3 separate regions of the Mus musculus genome follow, and regions 2 and 3 are each linked to region 1. Evidence: chromatin contacts called from public Hi-C and HiChIP or PLAC-seq data. All regions are on one chromosome and are shown on one strand. The core of a region is the stretch at or near the end of the contact, and the rest is flanking DNA. Distances in the headings are between cores, read along the strand shown. Region 1 overlaps Sobp (sine oculis binding protein). Region 2 overlaps Sobp (sine oculis binding protein). Region 3 has its middle 3.3 kb from the start of Gm5079.

Region 1 (3,800 bases), core at 1,201-3,700:
TACCCACGTGACCTCCGCCAAGCTGCTGTGTCTCCTTTTCCTTATTTGTAAAGCAATTTTCATAGCAGTGCCTTTATAGTCACTGGAGAAAAGTAAGTGACATCATGTATTATCGCAGCCCATAATAACTGTTCAAAAATATTAACTGTGACAAGATGATGTTGTGTGATTGGCTGCTGCTCTTCAGTTCCTGCCACTCAAGGGGATTCCTCCTGGCCCATCCTAAGTTACTTGAACATCCAAGATTTCAGCTAACTCTCTCTCTCTCTCTCCCTCTCTCTCTCTCTCTCTCTCTCTCTCTCTTTCTCTCTCTCTCTCTCTCTCTCTCGCTCTCTCTCGCTCTTGCTCTCTCGCTCTCTCTCACTCTCTCTCCCCCTCCCTCCCTCCCTCTCTCTTTCGATAAATATATCTAGTATATAAATAGTAACTCATCTAAATCCCATTAAGTCTAGGTAATTTTATTTAATAATCATATTTCGAGTTGGACAAATAAATAAATGCCAATGCAATTTTTACTAAATCCTGTTTTCTTAATGGTTATTTGGAATACACCACTCACATGCAGGCCCCAAGACTATTGAATAACAGATAAAATAAATAATGACCATAATGCAAACCACATTCTGATTCCCACTTTTCTGGATAAAATAAGTCCATGTAAGAATTGTAAGAGCCAGAAAGTAGCATGCTTATTAACTGTGGGTTCCTCCGCTATATACATAAAGCTTAGAGCTCACATGGCCGGGTTTCACATTCTCAGCTAAGCTAACCTCTCCTTGGAGCCCAGTTCTTAAAACCACTTAGGAATTTCAAGATTTGCTCTAAAGAAAAATATCTCACATTTCCATGACTTTGCCTGAGCACAAACTGAGAAAGCTCACTGAGTGGGAACCACCCTGGGGGACAGGAAATGGTCACTGTTTTCAGAGAAAGGCAAGATGTGCCTGAGTACAGGAAATCACACTGGGTTTGGGAGTTTGGTCCCAAACTCCTCCACACAACCCTGTGTGTGCTGTGTAGACAGATCCACACTTTACCTCCCCCTGGGGAGTGTGGTGGGAAATAAGAATCAGGGCACTTGTCATCTGAGGGAAAAGGCACTCACTCTATTCAAAAGGGCCACATAAATGCATCAAAGACGCGTATCTCTTTTTCACATTTCATTCCATTTTAAAGCATTCAGGGATTTACAGCAATTCTAGATTCAAACTAGGGAACTTGGGAGCCTCTGGGGAGGCCTGTCAAGACTCCCTCATGCTTGGAGTTTCCTAACGCAGTGAGACTTTCGATACCAGAATCTGCTGGTGAACAAAGTACTCACACTACTGGTTGCATTGATTTTTTTGTTTTTTTAATTCTTGTGAGTAAAATATTATCATGAAGCAAGGTCCAGACAAAAAGGGGCCCAGATGTGGTCCCAACTGAACCACCTACCTCTGAATAAGGCCAACCGACAGACCTAAGCCTGCTCAGCAATTCCAAAAGACTAATGTCTAGCCAGCGGCTTGGACGTGTATGTGTGTGTGTGTGTGTGTGTGTGTGTGTGTAATTGAGGGGGGTTATAAGGTCTTACTTAGCAAGCAGTTTTTATTAAAAAATCCATCCCCAGTGCCTTGCTTCCATTCTCAAATGGGGTGAGGGTGGGGGAGGGAGATGCAGTGGGGAAATGCTGTATAGTCTTCCTGCTTGATTACCAGAGCCTTTCCGGAACGTAATTCTCTCTGAATGAAATCTCAAAGGATTGAGCCTGTGCTAAAGTTTCTAGTATGAGAGCTGCACCAAGGTGATAATGCAATTAACCTGAGTAATACTTCAAACGTCTTGCTAATATATACATCATGTATATGTATATGTATATGTATATGTATATGTATATGTATATGTATATGCATATGTATATGTGTGTGTGTGTATATGTATGTGATGTATATGTATATGATGTATATGTATGTGTATATGTATTGACAGTTTAGACTGTGTTCATAGTGTGATTTCAAAAATTAGCCTCAGAGGTTTGTGAATTTGCTCAAATTAAAAGGATAAAGATGTGTCAGTATAAGAAGAACCGGCTGGCTCTTCTTAATATTTTCTAATATCGCTTAACAGCATTCTGAACGGCTGCACTGCAGCCTTTCTCGGTTCACTTCCTAGACTCTGCAGCAAAAGTCTGTGATTATTATTTAAGGATCACGGTGATTCCCTTCACGGCATGGGGGAATAAAGAAAAGCAAGAGCAGGGCTATTATCCTGTGTTTATAACAAGTCTGTTGCCATAGTAACGCCTGTGATGTCACAAATGCTACACCCAGGGCCAGAAGCTGTCTCCGAGGGGGAGGGGCAGCTTGGCCTTGGAAAATGGACACAAGCATTCCAGGCCAAAGCAGGGTCAACAGCGAGGTAATCATGGAAACACAGGGAGCTCCCTTCACCAGAGAAAGGAAGGGGGTGGAGCAGGGCCAGAAAAGCAACTCCCTGGGCCCAGAAGTGAGCTCACGCATGCTTCTTATACGCAGCTGTGCAAAGGGAGTGGAAATCCAAGCGAATGTGGTACCTCTGTGTTCCCAGTCAGGATCACTCCACTGGGCTCACTGGCTGCCAAGACGTGAATGGGATCCAGGGTCTGCCCTAGCTCACGAAACTGCCGGGAACCAGTGCCTGCCCAGACAGAGCCTCTAAGGCCCGCAAGAGATGCAAGTGCCTCACATGGCAGCCCCTGAGAGCCTAGCTAGGACATTCCCACCAAAAGTCATCAAACTCAGAGAGCCACAGATTCTCAAGGATAGGGAAGTAATCAAGTCTTCCCCAACAGCAGGGGCTTTTAGAATGAACTTGCAGGGAAAGGCTGTATCTCCTGGCACTGGGGAATCTGGAAGTAACGGCAAGTTAATAAGCACTACTATTCTGATACAGCTTAGAATGAAATGGCCATGTATTTGCACTTGGGTGCACAACTTTCTATGCACGAAGATGATGTGCATGAAGACTCTAGTGCAGAATTAGGAAAAGGACGGGGAGATAAGGTGCGGGGTAGGGGTGTGGGGGTAAAGGTAAGGTGTATGTTAACTTTCATGTCATAGCTGTCCAGGCGCTAAGTGTACATTTTCTCAGCTCTGCAGCTACCCCATGAAGTAGGACTGTAAGCCCATTCTTTAAATGAGAAGATGGGAGCACCCAAGGGTCCAGGTTAGCTTACTCTCTTGGTGTCTTCTGGAGTCCCTATCCACTTTAGGTTCCTCAGTTCTTGGGGTCTCCCAGAAACTGAACCACCAACCAAAGAACATATACAGACTGGACCTAGGGTCCCCCCACCTCTACTCCCACCCCCACCCCCACCCTACACATACATATCAGAATGCAGCTTGGTCTTCATGTGGATCCCCCAACAATTGGAGTGGGGGATTACCCTGACTCTGTTGCCTGCCTATGAATACTGTTCCCCTAACTGGGATGCTTTGTCTGGCCTCATTGGGAAAGGATGTGCCAAATCCTACAGTGACTTGAGGTGCCAGGGTGGGTTGGTACCTAGGGGGCACCTCCCCCTTGTCAGGAGAAGGGGAGGGGGCAAGAGAAGGGGCTGTGTGATGGGGGACCAGGAGGAATGGGGGCTGTGACTGAGTTGTAAAGTGAATAAACAAATAAATTAATGGAAAAAAATGAGGAACCTGAAAGAAATAGAGCTGGCAGAACTTGCCCCCTTTCAGAGAGCTGGTGAGTGAACAGGCCAGAGTTAAACAGGTCTTCTCGGTCTGAAGTCTGTTCGGTCCTCCTACTTAATCAAACTCACTCAATACACCCAGCAG
Region 2 (3,929 bases), core at 1,015-3,514, 130 kb before region 1:
TGTGTGTGTGTGAGTGACAAGTCCCAGTGCTTTCTAAAGGTTCTCACTTTTGGGGGGGTCACTCAAAGCATTGTCAAGCAGATTAAATTATCTGGGGTGTTTTCAGTTGGCATGCTTTCCAGAAGGCCAAGACCACTGCCTTCAGACTGAAGGCATCGTAGGCTAAAGGAGGAAAGAAGAGTGGCCTCATCTCTGGTGTTCTGGCCCCACTGGCAAAGCCACCAGCAGGAAAGGAGACCTCAAACCATGGTGGCCAAGAAACGATTCTCACACTAGCCATTAGCTCTGGTTCAGGGCTTCCACTCTGGCTGTAAGCCAAGTGCTCACGTTCCCACCATGAAAGCAAGAGGTTGGTGGGCTCGGATCGTGTACACCGGGCGAGTTGGTAAGTGGAGGCTCATTGCTGTGCTTTATAAACTTTGCCTCAAGGTGATAAGAGACCTTTTGTAAATGTGGTGACAGAGGGACTAGTGAGACGATTCTCCTACGGTGCTCAAAAGGAAATTAAGCTTTGGACTTCCACAACTTGGATTTGAATCGAAACTCTGCCCACAAGTTAGATAATCTTGGACAAATTCCCCAATCCTATTTCTCCACTAGGAGGATGAAGATAGCTAGCTGTTTCTTTGGAGATAGCTCCAAAGAAATATTATGGGGAAACACCCAGAAGAGCCTGCATACCCTGTGAAGATACTCGTCCTCCTCCCCTCCCCCAGGCCTCGTCCCCCCCCCCCACCATAGGACGTAGTCAACCTACTTTGCACATTCTTCTGTGTGTCCCCAGCCCAGGGAAGGAGCAGTGTCTAAGTTAAATGCTGGAGGAACACCCATTTCTCTTCTTTCTGTAATCGGTTAATAAACAATGTTTATTATAACAAACCAATGTTTTGGCTTGTTGCCTGCTTGGATAGATGGGAGAGCTCACCCTCTGCGATTGAATGGACAGGCCTGAAGTCAACACCGGGTCCGCCACCGACAAGCTCTGACTGAGCAAATATTTCCAAGTCACAGCTTCCTTCTTGGTAGTATGCTACCGGACGCCTACTCCACTAGGATTGGCAAGAGTCGCTACAGTGGTTCATGTGTGGTCCCCGCCATCTCACAGAACTGTTGGCTCACTGGATATTAAGTAGGGTACAGCAGTCATAGGGTACAGAGACATGCCTGCCACTTCATTAAGGTCTACACGTAGAAGTGAGACTCACCAGCTCAGCCACTGAGTACCCGAAAGGGGGGCGTGGTAGGTTGGCCGTAAGGCTAGTTTTTCATTTTAGCCCACAGATATGGTTATCTTGAGAAGCTAGAGTAAGAGTCATCTGCCAAATGGACTACCAGCTCTAGGTGCTCGCCCACTGATGGGTTACCCAGACATTTCAATACTGCTCTGCAACCTCCTAACTGAACAGTAAGATTCCTCAAGTAATCGTCCCTCCCATGCCTCCTTTTCCAGTTGGATAAATTAGGTATGAACCCGAAAAGAAGAAAATAGTGTGTCACAAAACAGAGTGTGCTTTCAACTCAGGTTCAAGGGCTTGAGTGATCTTGGCTCTTAACTGTCTCTCGGCTGTAAACTGCTAATGGTGTACTAAATAGCATTGCCAGCTGTCATAGGTATTGGATCAAAACGTTGATGGTACCTGGCCACCCAGAGTGCTCAGAGAAAGCGGTAAGTGACACGATGGCTGCATCTCACCTCCGCCTCTAACAAGCAAGGTGAGGGGCGCTGTCTCTTGGAGGAACGCCCAGGTGGACATACAAACCTTTTATTTTTTTACTTATTCTGGTTTCTAATTCGGAGGCACCTCCTTTTGAGCGGAGGCTCCAGGTCCTCAGGGCCAGCGCTGAGCATGGGCGAGGAGATGACGCACGGCGTCATGGCAGCCTTCTCCGCGGGTTTTGGCACAGGCTGGATCACGCAGCCGGTCTTGGGCAGCATCCGCAGAGCATAGGCGTGGTCCTCGTCCGCGGGGTTATTGAGGTTCGGGTCCGACTTGTCGCCCCCCGCCAGGGCTTCCTCCCCCATCAGTTTTTTGGTCGCTTCCCCGTCCAGGTGGCAGTTGGAAGCGCAGTTGTTCTCCTTGACCGACTCCAGCTCGTTCACCACAGGCTCCTCGGACGACAGTAGCTTTTTGGGAGGGGCTGGGGGCGGCGGCTGCTCCGGCGGGGGCTCCGCGCCCTTGGCCTCGGCCGGGGCGCTGCGGGTGCCGTTCACGATGACGTTGCAGGCGGCAGCGGCCTCGGGGCCCGCGGGGGCGCCCGGGCCGGGGTCGCCGGCGGCGGGCGGGCTGCAGTGGCCGTCCCTGCAGCCGCCGCAGGTCCTGCGCTCCGCGGCTCCCGGCTCGCGCTCCGCCTTGACGTGAGCGTGCAGCGCACGGTGTATCACGTTGTGCAGCCGGGCTCGGTGGCCCACGGTCAGGTCGATGACGCCGTCCTGCGGGCCGTGCAACACGCCCGCGAAGCCCGGCTGGCCTCCCGCACCCGCGGGGCTGCCTGCGCGCCGGGTCAGGTCCACCACCTCCCCACGACCGCGCTCCGCGGGCGCCAGGCTCAGAGCCTGGCCGGAGCTTCCGGGTGGCGAGTCGGCTGACTTGGAAGAGCCCTGCTTGGAGTCCCGCGGGGACAGGGAGCGTCCACCAGCCTTGCCTCCCGCCGCCGATGAGTCGCCCGGAGCGCTCGGAACGAAGCTCTCCCCGTTGCTGGAAAATCCGTTGGGGGGCTTGGAATCGTTCACATGGGGAATGGGGATAGGGATAGGGATGGGCACCGGCAGGGGCACTATCACTGGGTACGGCACGAGCAGCGTGGGGGGCGGCACCAGCGGGGCCAGCGAAGGCAGCCCGAAGTTCATCATCTGGGGAACCGGCATCGGGCCGTTTGGCATCATGCTAACCGGAGGGAAGGGAAGGCTGGGCAAGGGCGCGCCCGGGGGCGGCGGGGGCAGCAGCCCTGGGGGGTTCCCAGGCATGGTAGGGGTACTTGGGGGGTGGATGTGGGGCGATAGCATGGGCCGGTGCATGGGGCTGGAAGTGGGGCCTAGGTTCCTGGGGCCTCCGGGCGGGGCCCCAATGCCCGGGAGCATGGGGTTGGACAAGGGACTATTGGGGTTGGAGGCGTGGTGCGGTGGTCCGCGGATGAAGGGCGGGCGGATCTGCTGGATAATTTGCTGCTCCATGAAGATGGGCAGGGGCACTGGGCCGCGGTTGGTCATCACCATGGGAGGGCTGCGAGGCGGGACACCCAGTGGAGGTCCGATGCTAGCAGGTGGCTGGACCGAGACGGGAGGGATGCTCGGAGTCTCGCTGATGGGGAGGGACTTGGGCACTGGCGTGGGGATTTTAGTGACAGAGCAGTTGGCAGTGTCAGATGGAGAAACGGTGGTGGACGAGGATGGGCCGGGGCCCTGGCTTTGGCCAGCTGCAGTCACGGGGGAAGGGGCTTTCCTCCGAGCATCTGTTAGCGGGATATTCCAAGAGTCTGGCGTGAGCAGCTGCACCCCGGTGCCTTCTGCTTTACTTTCCATGTGAGGGTGGAGTGTGCTGCACAGCCCGGCTGGAAGATTGGCCTGTGTCTCTTTGTAGAAAATGTCCATTTTGTATTGATTGAGACATTTTGCACTGCAGAACTGAAGCCTTCTCTCCCCGTCCCCAAAATCCAGGTATTCTTTTGTGTGCCTTATGTGTTTACACCAGTCACACACCTACAACACAGCAATAGAAACCACAACAGGTAAGATAAGCAACTTTCTTGGGTACATGGCGTTTCATGTTTCACATAAAGGCTCTATTAAACTCTATCATCATTTCCCAAATAAGTTGAAGGGTACCCTTTACAGGGTACATTTCTGAAAGATTTATGAAATAAAGAATTTGCTTTATAAATAGGATCCTCAAAATTAGCAACAACCATTCTCCCCCCCCCCCCCGCCGCCC
Region 3 (3,741 bases), core at 339-2,838, 160 kb before region 1:
GAAGCAGAAACAAAGAGATAGAGAGATACCTCCCCCCAAGCCTCTCATTGACTGAGCTCAAGTCACCTGGCCACACAGTGGGGGGAAAGATGAGCGACAGAGCCAAGGACGCACAGTTCCAGAGCCATCACGCTCTTGACTGATCCCAGAAGTAACCTCAGTGATAGTTATTAGAATCTGCCTATCCCTGATGGAGAATTAGAGCCTTGAAGACGTGACAGACCTCCAGAGCCAACGACACAGCGGTAATTGGTGGAGCTAAGACACGAGAACTAGCCTTTCCATCGGTCCACCTTGCTCTGTCTGTTCTCCTGCCTTGGCCTCGCCATGCTATAGAGTTCAGGGACTTCTAAGGAGACAACATGGCACTTCAAAGCTGGTTCGATGGTAGGGCTTTCTCAACCCACTGTTCCTTCCCATGCCAGGAACCAGTCAGGGTGCCACATGGTGTTCTGGCACCAGGGGCTGTCATTATAGGCCTGGACCATCAGTCAGGGAGGTGGGCTTGTGGAAGGCCTACCCCAACCTCCCTGAGCCTACATTAGAGGCCTCTGCATGCTCTTCAGAAGGACAGAGCAATGGGCCAGAATGTGGGCTATGCCAGCTCATTATCTGGGTTTCCTTCTGCTCTCTGGTAGGCCCAGCCTTGCTGGACAGCCTGCATTCTGTGTTCTGGTATCAAATGGCCCAATTCCTCCTCTCAGTGGGACTGGCATTCAGTTGATTCTCAGGCTTCCATTTGGCTCATAAAACACAAACATCTGCTGGGGTTCTGGTTGGCCTGCAGAAGGCTTCAGAGCCGAGAGGGATGGAGAAGAGGTTAGGAGAGGCAGAGAGGCAGGAGAGTTAATTAGACACTGAGGGGTGGGGGAGCCTTAGTGGAGCCAGGGCGCTGGGTAGCTCAACCCCTGCCACCCAGTTCCTAGGCAGAAGAAGAGGAACTTTCATGGGTTACACTGGAACCTGCCTGCGTCGCTCAGCTGCCTCCCAACTGTTCTTTTTCTCACCAGTTGGCTATTATTTTCTAACGAGTTTTGATAATTACTTTATCAATCAAGAAAGATTAAACAAAAGCCTAAAAATACAGCTGAGTGAGTTGCTGGAGCCAACCCATCTCCAATACTCCGGTTTGGGGGATCTTTATTATAGATGATTGTAAGCAAAACGGTCCACTCCTCTCTCACAGCCAGTTCAGTAGTGTACAGCAGTCCAGCAATCCATTCTATCCACCTTGCCCTTGGTAAGAGTCAAGGGACTCCTGGAAGGTTAGGCTGGGTCAGCTATGCAAAAATACCTCCCTGTCCAGCCTCCTTATTAGAAGGACTCTCCATCTTTGCTTTGCTTACGTAATCAACAAATTACTGGGTCAAGAGTTGAGAGAACACAGCATCACGTGCTTCCCTCAGAACACAGGAATACAGGGAGAATTTGTTCTATTGGAACGGTTTAGGAAGAAAAAGTGCCCATTACTGAATGATAGCTCGCAGTTCAGAAGCCAAATGTTGTCTAGTTATGGCCTCTGAGTGACTGGACAGAAACCGGCTCGTTAACCTCTTCGAATGTGTCACAGAGGGGTCCCAGACCACCCATGCTTGGCCGATGGGAGATGGGGAGAAGGCGAGCCCCAGGGAAAAGCCCAGGTACTGCGTCAGGGAAGGCACTGCCTGTCTTGGTTTGAGCCTAAGTCCTAAATCTGTGACTCGGGACTGAGAAGTCATTAACGGAAATCAGTCCAGTGATGTGTGGACTTCTGCCTTGCCCCTTCCCGAGTTTGCACCTCCCTGCCAAGAGGGGCGTGGAGCTTTGCACCAATGAAGAGCAGCACGGGGCTGACTGCAATGACTGTTCCCCACACCCCATAACAGATACCGTAGGGACCTCAGACCTGAAGGAAACCATCCAAATTATGGCTGCTCATGTAAAAGCCATCAGGAGACTGAGGAAACGATTCTCCATATGGCACCCCGAAGCGTCCAAAAGCTATAGAGAAAGGCACTTGGAAGGAGCGCTTCCCTCTCGGGAGACAAGGAAGGTGGAAGGAAGACAAGCATCTGTGGCAACCTGGAAAAGACACTCCTCTCGGTACCCTCCCCCTCGCATCCCCAGGGGTGGCCTGGAGGATCAGTCTGTGACAGCCTGGGGCCGCAGGGTCACTGCCGCTGGCTGCACAGGCTTTTCCATCAACCGGGCTTATGTTTTCTAGCAGAAATGAACTCTACAGTTACATTGTGTGGAGGCTTCAGGACACACTTTGCCAAATGGAAAAACATTTGGAGGTTGGGGAAAATATCTTGCACATAAATTACTGAAGGCGCAGAGAATCTAAACGAGGGTTGAAATCAGAAGCCAAGGAAAAGCCAGAAGGATGCCAAAGTTAAAAAAAAAAAGGGGGAGCGGGGTGGGGGGAGGGCAGGGATCGGGCAATGGGGAGTCGGTGTAATGACTTCTCTTAATGACTCGCCCTTCTCTCCAAGGGCGAGTTTGTAACCAGCACTGGAGCCTGAGTATCGGGAAAGAGTCTCTAAATGGTGAGGTCAAATCCATTTTTCATCGTTCTGAATGGATTCTGCATTGGTTATTATGCCTTGCCCACCAGAAAGAACGAAGTACAGAAAGCTGAGTGTCTTTTACTGTGGCAAAGGCCAGCTACACACTTGTTAATATCCTGATTCATGACATTGAAGAGATGGAAGAAGGGCTCTCTCTCCTCTCTCTCTCTCTCTCTCTCTCTCTCTCTCTCTCTCTCTCTCTCTCTCTCCCCTCTCTCTCTTTCTCTCTCTCTCTCTGGTGGAAACTATTAAAACAGAGGCAGACCAGGAAGTTTGTGATAAAGAAAAGCCAGGCTCTAGTCTGACATACAATCCCTTTCTTGGCTTAAGTAAACTTGCGCCTTCAAGGCCTGCCATCGGCAGAGCCGGGCTCACATTTCACCACTAAATCTGAGTCAACAATCTCTAATCTGGACACTGGGTTCGGAATCCAGGCTCAGGTTGCACTTGGAAGCTGACAGCAGGGACGAGAGTAGAGAAAAATATGGCCTTTGTTTCTGGTTTGATCGTCCCCACCGAGTGAGCTGAGGTCATGTGTCGTTTGCTGTCATCAACAAGATAAAAGTTTGCACCTCTTTGGCCCGACAACGTCTCTGCTGCCATTTATGTGAAGGCCAAGGCGTTCTGCCTGCCCATTGGAGGGCCAAGTTTGTGGAGAGCTTGGATTTGAAGCCCTTTTCATCTTTCTGACATGTGATACCGTGACAGAGGCAGCCCTCTCGGGGTTGCTATGCAGATATACAATTTCTGAAAAGTGACACCCGGAAAACGAAAACCCGGGGCTGGGTTAGCATTTCACAAAGAACAGAGCTAAAAATGTGCGGTAGTTAGGTTAAAAAGCTAAAAATGGAGGGGAGGCAGGAAAAGGGGGGGGGGGAATTAAAGTTTCATAAAAACAAACTTTAAAAAGATCAATATGTATGAAAGTATCTTATTGTGTGTCTGGCCTTCGGACCTGCGCTCTAATCCAACCTCAACCTGTGAAGGGTACACGAGGCTTAAACAGGGACGGCTGAGGGCCTGGTTCTGGGGTACTTCTGAACAGGTTGATAAAAGGGCTTCCATTGGGTCCTGCGGTTTCCTAAAACTCTTTCCCCCTACTGTATCTGTTTCAATGTGTCTACTTTGTAACAATCCATCCCTTTTGTTTAAGCCTGGAAAGAATGCAACCCCGGCTACCATTCTGAGGTTG

What was found. A called contact is a pair of places that touch in the nucleus more often than the background predicts. HiChIP or PLAC-seq counts read pairs in DNA pulled down with a chosen protein or histone mark.
Region 2: a contact with region 1 is called in a Hi-C map of cortical neurons, with 2.1 times the contacts expected there. The contact joins two enhancer-like sites. A contact is called at or near these places in 7 of 484 Hi-C or Micro-C datasets (cerebellar granule neurons, cerebral cortex, cortical neurons and 2 more), 10 of 115 datasets of contacts at active chromatin or transcription factors (embryonic basal ganglia, embryonic forebrain, embryonic hindbrain and 6 more) and 1 of 9 other capture datasets (adipose tissue).
Region 3: an H3K4me3 HiChIP or PLAC-seq map of forebrain shows a contact between it and region 1, with 2.6 times the contacts expected there. The contact joins two enhancer-like sites. A contact is called at or near these places in 1 of 15 datasets of contacts at CTCF or cohesin (the NIH/3T3 cell line), 7 of 484 Hi-C or Micro-C datasets (cochlea, embryonic fibroblasts, embryonic stem cells and 4 more), 7 of 115 datasets of contacts at active chromatin or transcription factors (embryonic basal ganglia, embryonic forebrain, embryonic hindbrain and 4 more) and 2 of 9 other capture datasets (embryonic stem cells and embryonic tail).

Annotation. Positions count from the first base shown.
Region 1 is chr10:43,152,856-43,156,655 of GRCm38.p6, forward strand. All of the region lies in intron 3 of Sobp (sine oculis binding protein), which reads right to left. Among named protein-coding and RNA genes, the nearest start is that of Gm51799, 9.4 kb to the right of the region's middle. Within about 2 kb of position 2,451, at least 125 of the 459 cell types and tissues checked have an H3K27ac peak or open chromatin away from gene starts, as enhancers often do. A contact at or near this core is called in cerebral cortex, cortical neurons, embryonic tail and 1 more, where this site is marked.
Region 2 is chr10:43,019,222-43,023,150 of GRCm38.p6, forward strand. It overlaps Sobp (sine oculis binding protein), which reads right to left. Exons shown (of 7, transcript NM_175407.3): 6 at 1,761-3,697. The coding sequence ends at 1,772. Among named protein-coding and RNA genes, the nearest start is that of Gm47815, 14 kb to the right of the region's middle. Within about 2 kb of position 2,265, at least 71 of the 459 cell types and tissues checked have an H3K27ac peak or open chromatin away from gene starts, as enhancers often do. A contact at or near this core is called in cerebral cortex, cortical neurons and forebrain, where this site is marked.
Region 3 is chr10:42,992,608-42,996,348 of GRCm38.p6, forward strand. No RefSeq gene overlaps it. Among named protein-coding and RNA genes, the nearest start is that of Gm5079, 3.3 kb to the left of the region's middle. Within about 2 kb of position 1,589, at least 50 of the 459 cell types and tissues checked have an H3K27ac peak or open chromatin away from gene starts, as enhancers often do. A contact at or near this core is called in embryonic tail and forebrain, where this site is marked.